Regions from separate parts of the Gossypium arboreum genome. Here region 2 is linked to region 1. A link is a contact called in public Hi-C data. All regions are on one chromosome and are shown on one strand. Each heading gives the region's core, a stretch centred on a gene start, on an enhancer-like site or on the middle of the called end of the contact. The rest is flanking DNA. Distances are from core to core; before and after follow the strand shown.

The links. Hi-C and Micro-C count contacts between places; a contact is called where the count stands out from the background.
Region 2: a Hi-C map of leaf shows a contact between it and region 1, with 4 times the contacts expected there. The contact joins the enhancer-like site here to the promoter of LOC108481576 in region 1. A contact is called at or near these places in 3 of 5 Hi-C or Micro-C datasets (all in leaf).

What each region holds. Positions count from the first base shown.
Region 1 is chr1:4,719,228-4,725,537 of ASM2569848v2, reverse strand. It overlaps LOC108481576 (putative disease resistance protein RGA4), which reads left to right and starts at 1,615. Exons shown (of 1, transcript XM_017784688.2): 1 at 1,615-4,544. The coding sequence starts at 1,789. The coding sequence ends at 4,374. LOC108480239 (gamma-interferon-responsive lysosomal thiol protein) reads right to left here. Exons shown (of 5, transcript XM_017783153.2): 4 at 5,263-5,355; 5 at 4,738-5,128. The coding sequence ends at 4,922.
Region 2 is chr1:4,756,086-4,763,115 of ASM2569848v2, reverse strand. LOC108483482 reads left to right here. Exons shown (of 23, transcript XM_053026456.1): 22 at 1-232; 23 at 321-486. The coding sequence ends at 365. Among protein-coding and RNA genes, the nearest start is that of LOC108481988, 9.9 kb to the right of the region's middle. Within about 2 kb of position 1,500, at least 2 of the 2 cell types and tissues checked have an H3K27ac peak or open chromatin away from gene starts, as enhancers often do. A contact at or near this core is called in leaf, where this site is marked.

The DNA.
Region 1 (6,310 bases), core at 366-2,865:
ATGTTTCATTTTTTATTTTATTTTAAAGTTTAAAATTTTTAAAATTTGACCTTTTTTAATATGAAAATTTTGGGAGTTGGGAAGCCAAAATTTTTTATCGTTCAAAAATATCATGTGTAAACAAAAGTGGATTTATATTATTTGGGTAATAAATTATTATTTTATTTCTATAAATTTCCTATAATACTAAAACATGATAAAAAAAGTTTAAATACCAGAATGAAAAATTGATATAGTTCAAGGGCTAGATCATGATTAAATCATTTTTTATTTCCTTTGCACTTATTATATTTAATAGGGTTAATATAATGTTAGGTACTTGAATTTGGTGTTGATATTCAAATTAGCACTTGATTTTTTTTTTCCAATTGAGCACCTGAGTTCGACTTCAATATTTAATTTCGTCCGTCAACTGAGTATTTTTGCTCACTTAAGTACCTATATCTTTTTAGGCTTAATTCATAATTTGACCCTTAAAATATACATATTTTCTCATTTTAATACCTAAACTTTGTTTTGATCAGTTTGGTACCTAAATATTTTATTTGTTATAGTTTTTAATCTATATTTTAAGGGACGTTAGAAAATAATTTTCACCAATTAAAAAGTCACACGTGGTTATATTTTGCTTTTTTTTTTAAAAAAGGGTTATATATTATAAAAAAATTTTCTTCTTCATCTTCTTTAATGTTCTTCAATTTCGATCCAACAACCAGCACCTTTCTCTTGCAAATGGAGCTTGAATGCATCAGCCCTTGATAACAAAGTCCCCTAAAGAAAAACTTACCAATGTTTATGGATTTCAAATATTCTTGTGTAAATAGACATGAATGAAAATATTTACTTTTAAAAGATTCTATGGTTTTGATACTTGACAAACCCCAAGCAAAAATTTCAGTTTTGATAGAATTTATGGGAGATGCTTTATGGTGAGAATAAGGGATGAACAGATTGGATCTTGCCTCTGTTATTGGATCTTGTCTCTGTTTCATCCCTATGCTCAACTAAATCCTGTTAGTGCTGCAGTTTCAATTCAAAATGTTGCCTTTGCAGTTGCTTACAATAAATATAAACCCAAATTATTCTTAGGGAACCAAAGAAGCTACAGTTATGATGAGATAGTTGAAGTCCTTACTGGTGTGAATCATATAGTTGCAGCTCTGAGATGTGGGAAGAATTTGTGGATAATGATATTCAGAACCCAACTAAAATAAGCATGGTTTCTGTTTAATCAACGTATTATATATCTTCAATGATTATGGCATAGCATTTAATATGCAAAATTGCAGATAAGAGAAAACAGAGCATTTGATTTTTGAAGACGAAGAGGAGAGAGGGGGGGAGAGAGAAATAAAATATATATAATTTTTATTTTTATAATATAATTTTAATTTTAATAAATGTTTTTAAGTAAAAAAATATTTAGATGCCAAAATGAGAAAATAAATACACTTCAAGGGCTAAATAGTGAATTAAACCTTTTTTTTACTAGAACATTCACACGTTAACACATTCTCATTGGGCCCCTTTGGCATGGCTGCCAAATTTAATATTGAAGAAAGTCAAATACCAAAAGATATATTAACCTACTTTTAGTATTACAATGATGGATGCCATGTGATTTTCTTTGTGGGGCACAGGAAAAACTACAACATGCATAGGTCTACTTAAGGCAGAGGATTTTTGTAGTAAACGCATTAGCAAACGTTGTAGTCCAACCAATCAAGCTTTAGATTTCAGCGAGAGCTATTTGCTATAACCCTTTTTTGTTTTTCCATCAACTCAACCATGGCCGAGGCTTTTGCAGCTGAAGTAGCAGCGAATGTATTGGCGAAACTGAGCAGTGCTGCTTTCCAACAAATTGGTTGTTTTTGGGACGTCCAAGATGAATTCGAAAAGCTCAGGGACGTGTTAATGGCTATCAAAGCTGTGCTGGTGGATGCGGAAGAGCAACAGAACCATAACAGGGAGATAACCCTTTGGCTACAGAAGTTCAAAGACGGGTGTTACCGAGTAGAAGACTTGTTGGACGAGTTTGAGATCGAAGCACTAAGGCGGCAAGTCATGGAACGTGGGAGCAGTAGGAGAAAGGTAAGCCGTTTCTTGTCCGGCTCGAACTCGTTGACCTTTCGTCTTCGTATGGGACGAAAGATCAAAAAGGTGAAGGACATGTTGGACGAGATCGAAAGCAATAAATCCAGGTTTCATCTCCTCGAGAGACATCATCGTGTTAGGAACATCATCCATGGCCAGAGGGAAACCTACTCGTTCGTGAAGACGTCCGATGTGATCGGTCGCGATGAAGATAAAGAAAACATGGTGGCGTTCTTAATGAATCCAACTGATGGGGATGGCGAAGGGGACGATATCCCCGTCCTCGCAATAGTTGGAATCGGCGGTATCGGAAAAACCGCTCTAGCTCAACTAGTGTTTAATGATGAAAGAGTGAAAACTCATTTCTGGTTGAGAATTTGGGTGTGTGTTACAGAGGATTTTGATGTCAAGCAACTGATGATAAAGATCATTAAATCCGCAACTGGTACTACGATGTGCAAGGACATGAACAAGGAGGAATTGCATAAGGTTTTACGAGACGGTTTGAAGGCTAAAAGGTTTTTGATCGTGTTGGATGATGTATGGAACGAGGACAAGAGAAAATGGATCGAGCTAAAGGATTTGTTAACTATCGGAGGCCAAGGGTGCAAAATAATCTGCACCACTCGTAGCCACAAAGTGGCTGCAATCACAAGCACAGTTCCACAGTATGATTTAGAGCATCTCTCTTATGAAAATTCATTGTCTTTGTTTCTTAGGCTTGCTTTCAAAGAGGGTGAAGAGGTGCAACACAAGAATCTTGTAAGAATTGGGGAAGGAATTGTCAGAAAATGCAAAGGGGTTGCTTTGGCTGTGAAGACATTAGGTAGTTTGCTTTGTTCAACTAGGGTGGAATATGATTGGGAGCTTGTAAGGGATAGTGAGATATGGAAGCTAGAACAGAAGGAAAATGATATTTTGCCTGCTCTGAAACTAAGTTATGATCATTTGCCTTGGCATTTAAAGCAATGTTTTGCTTTCTGTTCAGTTTTTCCGACAGACTTCGAATTCAATAGCTTGCAGTTGACCTTGTTGTGGATGGCGAATGGGTTTCTGCAATCTTCCAACGAAAATGAAGAGCCGGAAGATATTGGGAACCGGTACATACATGAGTTATGGTCAAGATCGTTCTTCCAACAAGTTGAAGAAGGGGTCTTTTATTCCACCTTCAAGATGCATGATCTAGTACATGATCTTGCATTATCGGTGGTACAAAATGAGGTGAATTCATTCAACCATTGTTCGACCGGAAATGTTCGACATTTGTGGTTAGATGCGTCAGGGCAAGGTGCTTCCACGTTGCCAAATAACTTGGACCGTCTGCAGTCACTTATTATCTCGTCAAATGAAGAACAGAAGGCCAGTAGCGAATCACTTATTGCAGATTACATCTCAAGGTCCAAACATCTGAGGGTGCTGCATTTGGTCAACAGTAGTTTCGAGCAATTGCCGAACAGCATAGGTTATTTAAAGCACTTGAGATATTTGAGCATATATGGCAATGGCAACATAGAAAGGCTTCCAATTTCCATTTGCAATTTGCAGAGCTTGCAAACACTTCTTCTTGGCGGATGCAGGGGAATTGAAGCATTGCCCAAAGATATAAGGTACCTGATTAGCCTTAGAACACTATGTATAACTACAAAACAGGCGAATTTACAAGAGAGTGGAATAGAGTGCCTAAGTTCTCTTAGGTTTTTGAGATTTTATGCATGTGGGAACCTAAAATATTTGTTTGAAGACATGCAAAGACTAACAGCCCTTCGGATATTGGTCATTGATGAATGCAAAAACTTGGTTTCATTGCCACCAGGTTTGAAATACCTGACTGCTTTACAGATTTTGGTCATCAGTGATTGTGAGAAGCTTGATCTCTGTATGGGGCAGGAACTTGAAGGGGAACAAGCCGGAAGCCTTCGGAAATTGTTTATTCGAGGATTGCCGAAAGTGGTGTCACTTCCGCAATGGATCCTTCTAGGATCCGCCAAGACTCTGCAGCAGTTGTACATCATCGGGTTAGAGAATCTCTCAACATTACCAAGGTGGTTCCGATATCTCGTGTCGCTTCAAACGCTCGGGATTGTAGATTGCCCAAAGCTGTTGTCTCTACCCCAAGGGATGCAACAGCTTGCTGCACTCAAACAAGTGGGCATCACAGGGTGTCCAAAATTAGGCAAAAGATGCATGAAACAAACTGGTGAAGAGTGGCCTAAAATTGCTCACGTCCCTCAGCTTTATGTCAGCAATGACTTGGAGACCTCAATCAGATATGATGAATAAGTTAATGGCAGGTCAAGTGGAGTTCGTAGATGCTTGGACCAAGTGACTTTCTCCATGTTATGCTCCTCATATGCTTTGTAATTTGATCTCTCTCTCTCTATATGTGTGTGTATCAGACAAAGAAGTTATTTATTTTACCGTGTATTTTAATGTAACCATCCCTTGGTCTATTGCCATCCATGCAAATATTCGGCGAATAACTCCAACATCTAAATAACTGATCCCAGAAATTCACCTAAGCAAATTATTTTACCGTGGACTTCTCTCCATAAAAAACTGAAAATAAAATACATAAAATGCCTACCAGTGATGAGAAGCAGCTTGATCTTTGAAATTTATCTTCCATCAGCAGAACAAACATAATTTTCATAAAGATTTTTCATTATATATGCAATTTAACGAAGACCACATTCTGATTCAAACACTAGCAAAAGCAGTTGAGCACAACTTACATAAACTTCAGCATAGTGCTTAACAGTTAACCGTCAATACATAGATATATAATTATATTAACAAGGTTTGAAATGCATCCTTAAAACTGAAACAATTACATAGAAGTTACTATCTTCCGTATCCATGACATAACAGTTGGTATGGTTCTTGATGACAATGTTAATGGTGGTATCTCCTTATAGCAAACTGGATGGATAGTTTTCCTATTGTAGATTTGATTGAAGGTCAGTCCACTACAAGCCTTGGGCATATTAGCACCTTTATAAGCCTTGCACACATAGCTTATATAGTTTTCATAGTCCTGTAATGTGATCACAGATATAACATCCTTTTTATCATGAAAACCATCAATAACGATGTTGATCAAAATCACACATCTGAGTAATGAACAAGTAATTAGGATAATCAATCAATTTGATAGTCAAGGAAACAAACCTCGTAAAGTGGTTGCCCATCCACAACAACCCAAGGTACATATGTATGAGGTGGTTCAAGGGCACTTGTTTCAGCTGCATATTGTAGATCAAGCTGCATAAAGATAGCAATTCCTTATTAAGCCACCCAATTAAGCATGCAGGAAAGGATCAAAATGACATAATGACCTAAAATCATTATCTATTGTCTCTAAGGAATATAAACAACCTATGCAAGGACAGTATTTCAAATACCAATAAAGGACAACTAAATAACAAAAATCACAGAAGCTGACAGACATGTAAATCTCCAAAACTTAGAATGATCTGCTAAGAACACAACACTAAATGTCCAGTTCTATCAGTGATTGTTTTGTACACAACAAATAACAGGTGCTTGTGAAGTTATACAGTTACCCTATTCACAGTGATAAAAGCCATAATCCAAGAGTTAGTACATTAAAACAATTTATAAGTAATGAAAATAATTATAAAGCCGAGCAGCGCTGCTGCTGCTTTTTTTTTTTTTTTCTTCTCATTCTACTCTCACTCGGTCGAGCAGGTGAAGCTCCATTTATGGCTTTCTGATTTTTCAGTTCCAATAGTGATTTCACAAAATCACATAACAATCAGCACTTTAGCAGAGTTGACATAGGAATCGCTAAAGTAGAAGCACTTTTCTTTACAAAAAAGTTTCTTTTCAGGTGCTCCAAATCAAAGTAGGAAATACCACAACAGCATGTTATATCCCCTACGCTAGAACCAATTGAAATTTTGGAGAACAAAAGAACTGAAGATGTATATTATTATTGGTACTGAACTAATGATATCAAGATGAAACACTTTCCTCGTGCACCACAAATCTCAAATCAAGAGTATCATAAAATTACAAGTCAAAGTTGTGGTTACAAGTTAAACTTTTTTAAGGGCTACTAAACATGATAACATGTCATATAACCTTCGCTAAAATCATTTGGAGAACAAAAGAATATGTCTATTATTAAGGGTACAGAGATCATGATGAAGCACTTTTCTCGTGCACCATAAATCTCAAATCAAGTGTATCATAA
Region 2 (7,030 bases), core at 251-2,750, 38 kb before region 1:
GAGACAAGTTGTGTCAAATATGTTCACGCCACCAACCGCTAATCAGTCATGGAGAAAAGTTTTAAGCATGGGAAATCATCTGAACGGCCATGAACCAATCCTCAGGGAGATCATCTTCTCAATGCACGATAATGCCAGTGACAATCACTACGCAAGCAGCAGCCACAGAGATTATCAACAGGATACAGAAACATATCGGATGTATACATGCGGAACCTCGAATGATCTTCGGGTAGCACTTTCTATTATCTCATATGATTAAAATTCCTTTTCAAATAATATATATACTATAAATTGATCTATTGTTTTTGTTTCGTTAGGGTCTACTTTCACCCCTTAGAATGTTAGCAATCGAATGTCACTGACTATAGGATATATTACCTGGCATAGTAGGCTATTTCTTTTGCTTTGGAAGGTATACATTCGTCTGTATAGGCAGTGCATCTCTAGAATCTAGATGAAATAAAAGGGCAAAATTTGCTATCAGTCCTTATACTTCCGATGAAGTTTAATATTTAGTCCATATAGTTAAAAAGTTAAATATTAAAACTCCTAGTTCAATCGTCCAATAAATACATGTCATGACATAAATGTCAACTTGGCATGTTTCAAAATTTTGTCAATTTAACATATTAGTAAACATGCCATTGGCAAAAAAGTTCAATGACCAATGATTGAATTAGGATTTTTAAATCTAAAATATAATATAATATTTTCACCAAAAAATATATGTATATAATATAATATAATATAATTTTTAAGCATATGAACTAGATCCTTATAACTTTGCTAAAATAAAAAGACGAGCTGCATGTTTTAACATAAATAACTTCGATGGGGGAGTGTTAGTGTGAGCTGTTTAAAGTTACTGAATTAGTTAAAATATGATGATGTTTTCAGTAAATTACCGAATTTTTTTAATATAATTTACTAAATCTTTTATAAAATTACTTGGATTATACTGATTTTCTTTTGAGCTCATGGGAAGCTCATTTTAAAGAGGTTTTTTTTTTTTTTTAAGATCTTTTTCTAGGATAGTTTGTCAGTTGTTAGACAATCGTTTGCCTTTATTCTTTGTAATATGGGTTATAATTCCATTAGATGTCCTCAAATTACAGGTTAAATTTTAAATTGATTATTAGACTTCAAAGCATTTTAATTCAATCCTCAAATTAATACATCATTTGAATCACGTTAATGTCCGCGTTAAATGACATTTTGAATCTGATGTGGTTTTTTTTAAAGATACATATGGATTAATAAATACTTTTGAACATGTTAGATCTATTTTGACATCTAACGTCTGCGGAAGGACCTGATTAAACTATACATTAGTAAGAGGATTCAATTGGAACATGTTGATATTTAAAGTTCAATTTAAAGTTTTACCCATAGTTTGGGAACATTTGGTTATATTTTTCCAGAACTAAAATCTAAAACCTTCTTTAGACTAATCCATTATGTACATGTAAATTTGATGTGATATCTTTTTAGAACGCATGAATTAATAAATATTTTGATCTAATTAGACATTTAAAGTCATGTCATGGTCGAATAGTTAAATTGGCGGAACCATCTGATTGAAACTATACATTAGTAAGAGGATTCAATTGGAACGTTCTGAAATTTAAAGTTCAATTTAAAGTCTGACCCATAGTTTGGGAATATTTGGTGCAATTAACCCTGTATTTTTTTTCAGAATTAAAATCTAAAATTTTCTTTAGATTAATCCATTGCATACATGTAAATTGTGCAAATTGAGTTAGTTTTGGATAAAACTAACTCGTTTAAAATTTTTCAGGTTTGAGTAAATTTTTAATTTTAATTGTTTCGCTTCAAATTATTTTAGATTACTTATTCAAGTCATTTCAAGTTTAAATTGTGGATTATTTATCATCAAATTATAATGAAATTAATCAAAACACATAATCTCTGGTATTCAAATTTTTAAAAAATACAAATAAAGGACTATTCAAATTAATATATGTATAAAAAAAAGATTTCATCATTCTAATAGATAAGAAAAATTGATATTGGTGGGGTTTGGTAGGCCCATCAAAGGACGGTTCAAAATTAAATTATAGGGCCTTACACTTACGGCCACGCAAGTGTGGGGCCGTTATCGCACAATCGAAGGAGAAAAACAAACTTTATTCAAATTTCAATCTATTAAGATATGCTTTTTTTCTTAGCTAAGTAGCACCATACAGAATCATTTAGTACTACTATTAAATAAACTTATCCATCCTTTCAAAAATAATTAAATAAATAAACTTATCCAATTACTTTTTTTAATTCAAGGTTTTATTTAATTACTTGATATAATCAATTTTAATAAAATGATATTTAATAAATTTTAAATTTGATTACATTTCAATTTAAATCTTAGATGTTAAGAAAAAAATAAAATAATCATCCATTTCTTTTTATAATTGAGGGAGGAGAATGAGGTTATTTGGATCAAATTCAAACTCTCGTACCTACAACATGATGCTCTTATTATTGGGCTAAGAGGTTGTTAACATCATTTTATTTATCTATACTAATATGTAAAGTTTTGTCTGAATCAATGTCGCCTCAACTGGATCTTATTAAAATTTTTTATTTTCACAAAGGAGTAAATATTATTTTAAAGGTATTTTTATCTTTTATGTTTTCATATAAAATCTAGAAAATGCATATTAAAAAGTTTTACCATCTTAACTGAAGACATATTTAATATTTATATATATTTTTAATAATTTTATTAAATAAATATTTTTACTCACATCGTTGAGTGTACCATAACCTATTGATAATTAAATTTTGATTAAGGCAATGTTTTCACTCCTTTTAACTTATAAAACTTGAGCAATTTTAATAACTTTAACGTACTTCATGAAAATTAATAACATTGTTAAACCTTTATATTAAAATAAAAAATTAATGATTTAATTTTCACAAAATACAAGAATCAAATTCTGTTAAATTAAAATAGATAAATTAAAATTTTAATTTTCATAGGTTCAAAATGAAATTACAAATCAAAATCTAGGATAAGTTGCTTTCTATTCATAATTTTAAAATTGAAATAAATTAATCAATGATTAATATGAGAGTTAAAATAACCACGGGAGTTGGATGAGATGATAAAAGTCTCTCCTATCTTAACTAATAGTCAAAGGTTTAATCCTCATTTTAAACATGAAATAATTTTAAAATTCGTGACCAACGTCTATCCTTTAATATTCTTACAGAATGTAAAAAATTAATTAGGAAAGAAAAAATACGAGAGTCAAAATAGTAGGGTTTTGTTTTTATTGTGTGCCCGAAAAAAGTTTATCCAAAAAAGCTAGACATTGGAAAGCGTTCACCACTTTTGGGTCAACATCACACGGAGATAGACCCTACATTAGAAAGGGAATGGTAGGTAAGAATACTAAATAAAACAAAGGTGAAAGGTAGGGTAGGAAAAAAAATCTAGAGCTTGAAAATTAATTACAACTATGATATTTTGAATAGTTTTAGTTGATAATTCGAATTCAATTAAATTTTATTTATTTTTTATAATATAAAAAATATTTTATATTTAAAAATAATATATAAAATTTATTGATGTTTTACTTACTCAAAAAATTAATTAAAGAACATCAAAACTTTATCGAATAATGTAAATAATGTCCGAAAAGCTTAAAAGGAAATCAATTTTATCAAAATAAAATTTCAAAACCTAAAATTCAAAATTAATATATAAAAATTAAAAACAAATCGATCCGAATTATCATAAATAATTTTAAAATATCAAAAAATCCAATCAGCTCATAATAATTAATGAACAAACATCAATGCTTTGAACAAAGATCATGTATCACTCATGCTACTTCCATTCTTTACTTTTTTTCACTTCAACTTTGTGACCCCCAAGGACCAGATTTTAATTTTTAAAATTTCAAAGAAATTAATATGAAAAATACCCTTTGCTTACTTCATTAAAATTTGAAAATATTAGCTAAAATAAGTTTCTAAAACTAAATTACATAAATATAGCATTTTGGTTATTTTCTTATTCTTGCACAACTTTTGAGATCAAAAGTTGCTTTTTTTACAATAAAAATATTATTAAATAATTGAAAACGTCCTTTTGAATATTTATTTTTGTGTTTTATATGAAAATGGTTAAATATAATTTTGGTCCCTCTACTATGCTTACAGTTAAGACTTAATCTTTATAATACCTAACTTTTATATTGTTTCCTTCTACTTACACATGGCACACCCAAACCATGCTCCTTTTTCTCTTTTTTGCCATATAAAAATGATTAAATTTCAAATTTGGTCCTCGATATGTTTAAATTTAAGATTTAATCTTTATATTTTAATTTTAATATAAATTGGTCCCTATATTTTTATAATATTATTAATTAGTCCAAATAGTTAATATTGTTAACTTTTCGGTTAAAACATTACATTGTTTTAGGTTTGCAAATATCTTACCCTTTTTTTTGTAGTTTTAGAAAAAATGATTAAATTTCAATTTTAGTCCTTCTATGATGCTTAAATTTAAGGTTTAACGGTACACTTTAATTTCTAAAGTAATTTGGTCCCTGTATTTTTATATTATTATTAATTAGTCTAAATAGTTAGTATCATTAATTTTTCGATTAAAATATTATGTGGTTATATATAATTAACAATGGATACTAGCTTTCTATGTCTTTTAGGTTTGTCTTCTGTATTTTTTTTACATCATAAGACAATGACTAAACTTCAGTTTTAGCCTTATACTATGCGAAACTTGAGATTTAATCTATATGCTTTATTTTTTATATATATTTTATCTTTCTACTTTTATAATGTCATTAGCTAGCCTAAATATTTAATATTGTTAACTATTTAAAACCGTTAACGGTAATTTTCTTAGGATAATATTCCAACAAGGAAAATTATTTTATCGTGACAAGTTCGAATGAATACTTTTAAGAGAAAAAATTCATATAAACATAATTACCAAGTGAATTTTTTTAATTTTAAAATATCACATCAATGGTAATAATTAAATTTGAAATTAGAATTTTAAAAAGTAGAGAGTCTAAATTTTTGAAACTAAAAGTAGGATTAGAGTATATTTTAACCTTCAAATTATATACCATAATTTGACACAAATAAATAATTAACACAACTAAAAGCGAGAGAATCATATTTAGTTAAGTTTAAAAAGAAATTGTGCTTTTGGCTAAGTTAGCATTTTTATTTTAATTTTTTTATATTATGGATTAATTTCAACAAAACATAATTTATTATTATTATTATTATTATTATTATTATTATTTTGTTACACCTAAAAGGATACATGTTACCCATTTAACTCGTGAATTTTTTTTGATATAATATTAGGGATAAGGGATAAAAGTAATACGGTTCGAACTCATGCCAAACAAGTGTCTGACAATAAATTTCACTCCATTCAAATCAAGACTACTTCTGGAATATTTAAACTCCAAAAATAATATTTCTTATGTTAAACATACTTTTGTTGACATTTCAATCCCTAACTATACATATTCTATTTTTTTCCTAAACTATATTTTTTCAATAACTAAAGAACCCTAAATGATATTTCAAATTTAGCTTTCATCAGAGGAATAAATATTCAATAATGTTAGCATGCAAATAGATATGCTAACCATGCTTGTCTTATAAGTTTTAAAGACGAAATCATTTTAGGATTGGATTAATTTATTTATAAATATAATGTAGTTTTCTTCTTAATTATATCATAATAATTAGGGTGTAGTTAGGGGCTAACAGGCTTTGGAATATTTTAAAATAAAAATTTTTTATTTACATTATTTAGTAAAGGTAAAGTTGTACTTTGTCCCTTAAAATATAAAATTTTTATTTAATTCTTTAAAATTATAAAATTATATTTTTATTATTGTAAAAGTTAAAATTTAATTTTAACCTCCTTAAAATATTTTTTCTTCCCACTTGATAATGACAAAGGAGAACTAACATGCAAAATTTCAATGAAAAATTATATATTGACAAAAGGTCCAAGCAAAGAAATAAAATGATAATTTTAAATTTTTCACTTATATAATATCATATGGTTGGGATTTGGGATTTGGGATTTGGGATTTAGGGAGAAATTGTAAAGATGTGGCCCTTTTTATTCTCAGCTAAGCTTTGATTGCTTCAGGGATTGATGAAAATATTGAATGATTGATGTTGGGATTTCGTTAGGCCACACGTAACTTGTTAATTTATTTTTATATTTTAATTTATTGTATTTTTTACATTGTGAAATTTCAACTTTTATTAAAAGATAATTGTTAAATTTTATTATTTTAAAACCTTACAAAAAACATATTAATACGTATAAAAATAATATTATTTTAATTAATAAATTTAATTACTATTATTCGACTCAATCTAAAATTTTAAAATTCAAAAATATAAAAATTAAATCGAATAATAATAACTAATATATAACTCACGAGATTAATAACAGAATTTAGCTTAATAAAGCTAACTGTTACTGTTTGAATTAATATTGAATTTTAAATTTTTTAAAATATAGAAATTAAAATAAAATAAATCAAGGTATATTATAAAACTAAATCTACAACGTGCAAAGAATTTTTATTATGGAATGTATAAATATAAATATTGGAAAAAAAAATAGAGGGGTTTGTTTGTAGTGTTGGGTTACTCATGAAGTTGACATCTCTTTTTGTCTTGAATTTAGGGTCTAATATATAGGATAATTTATTTATTGTTTTCTAAAAGAAAAAAAGGAGGTCCTTGTTGCTTTCTTTTTATGCTAATATATATATATATAGCATTTTAAAATATTTTCAAGAAGATTGCCTTTCATCATTGTAAGATTTAGCCATTATATTCATTTATGTTGCTTTTAGAAAATGTTTCTAGTTGTTAATATTTAGTTAGTAGATTTTGATAATTTTCTTAATTTGATCATTGAATTCAGATTTAATTACGATGTGATGATTTGGGCACAATATCATTTTAAAGTTTTTAAAATTTTATC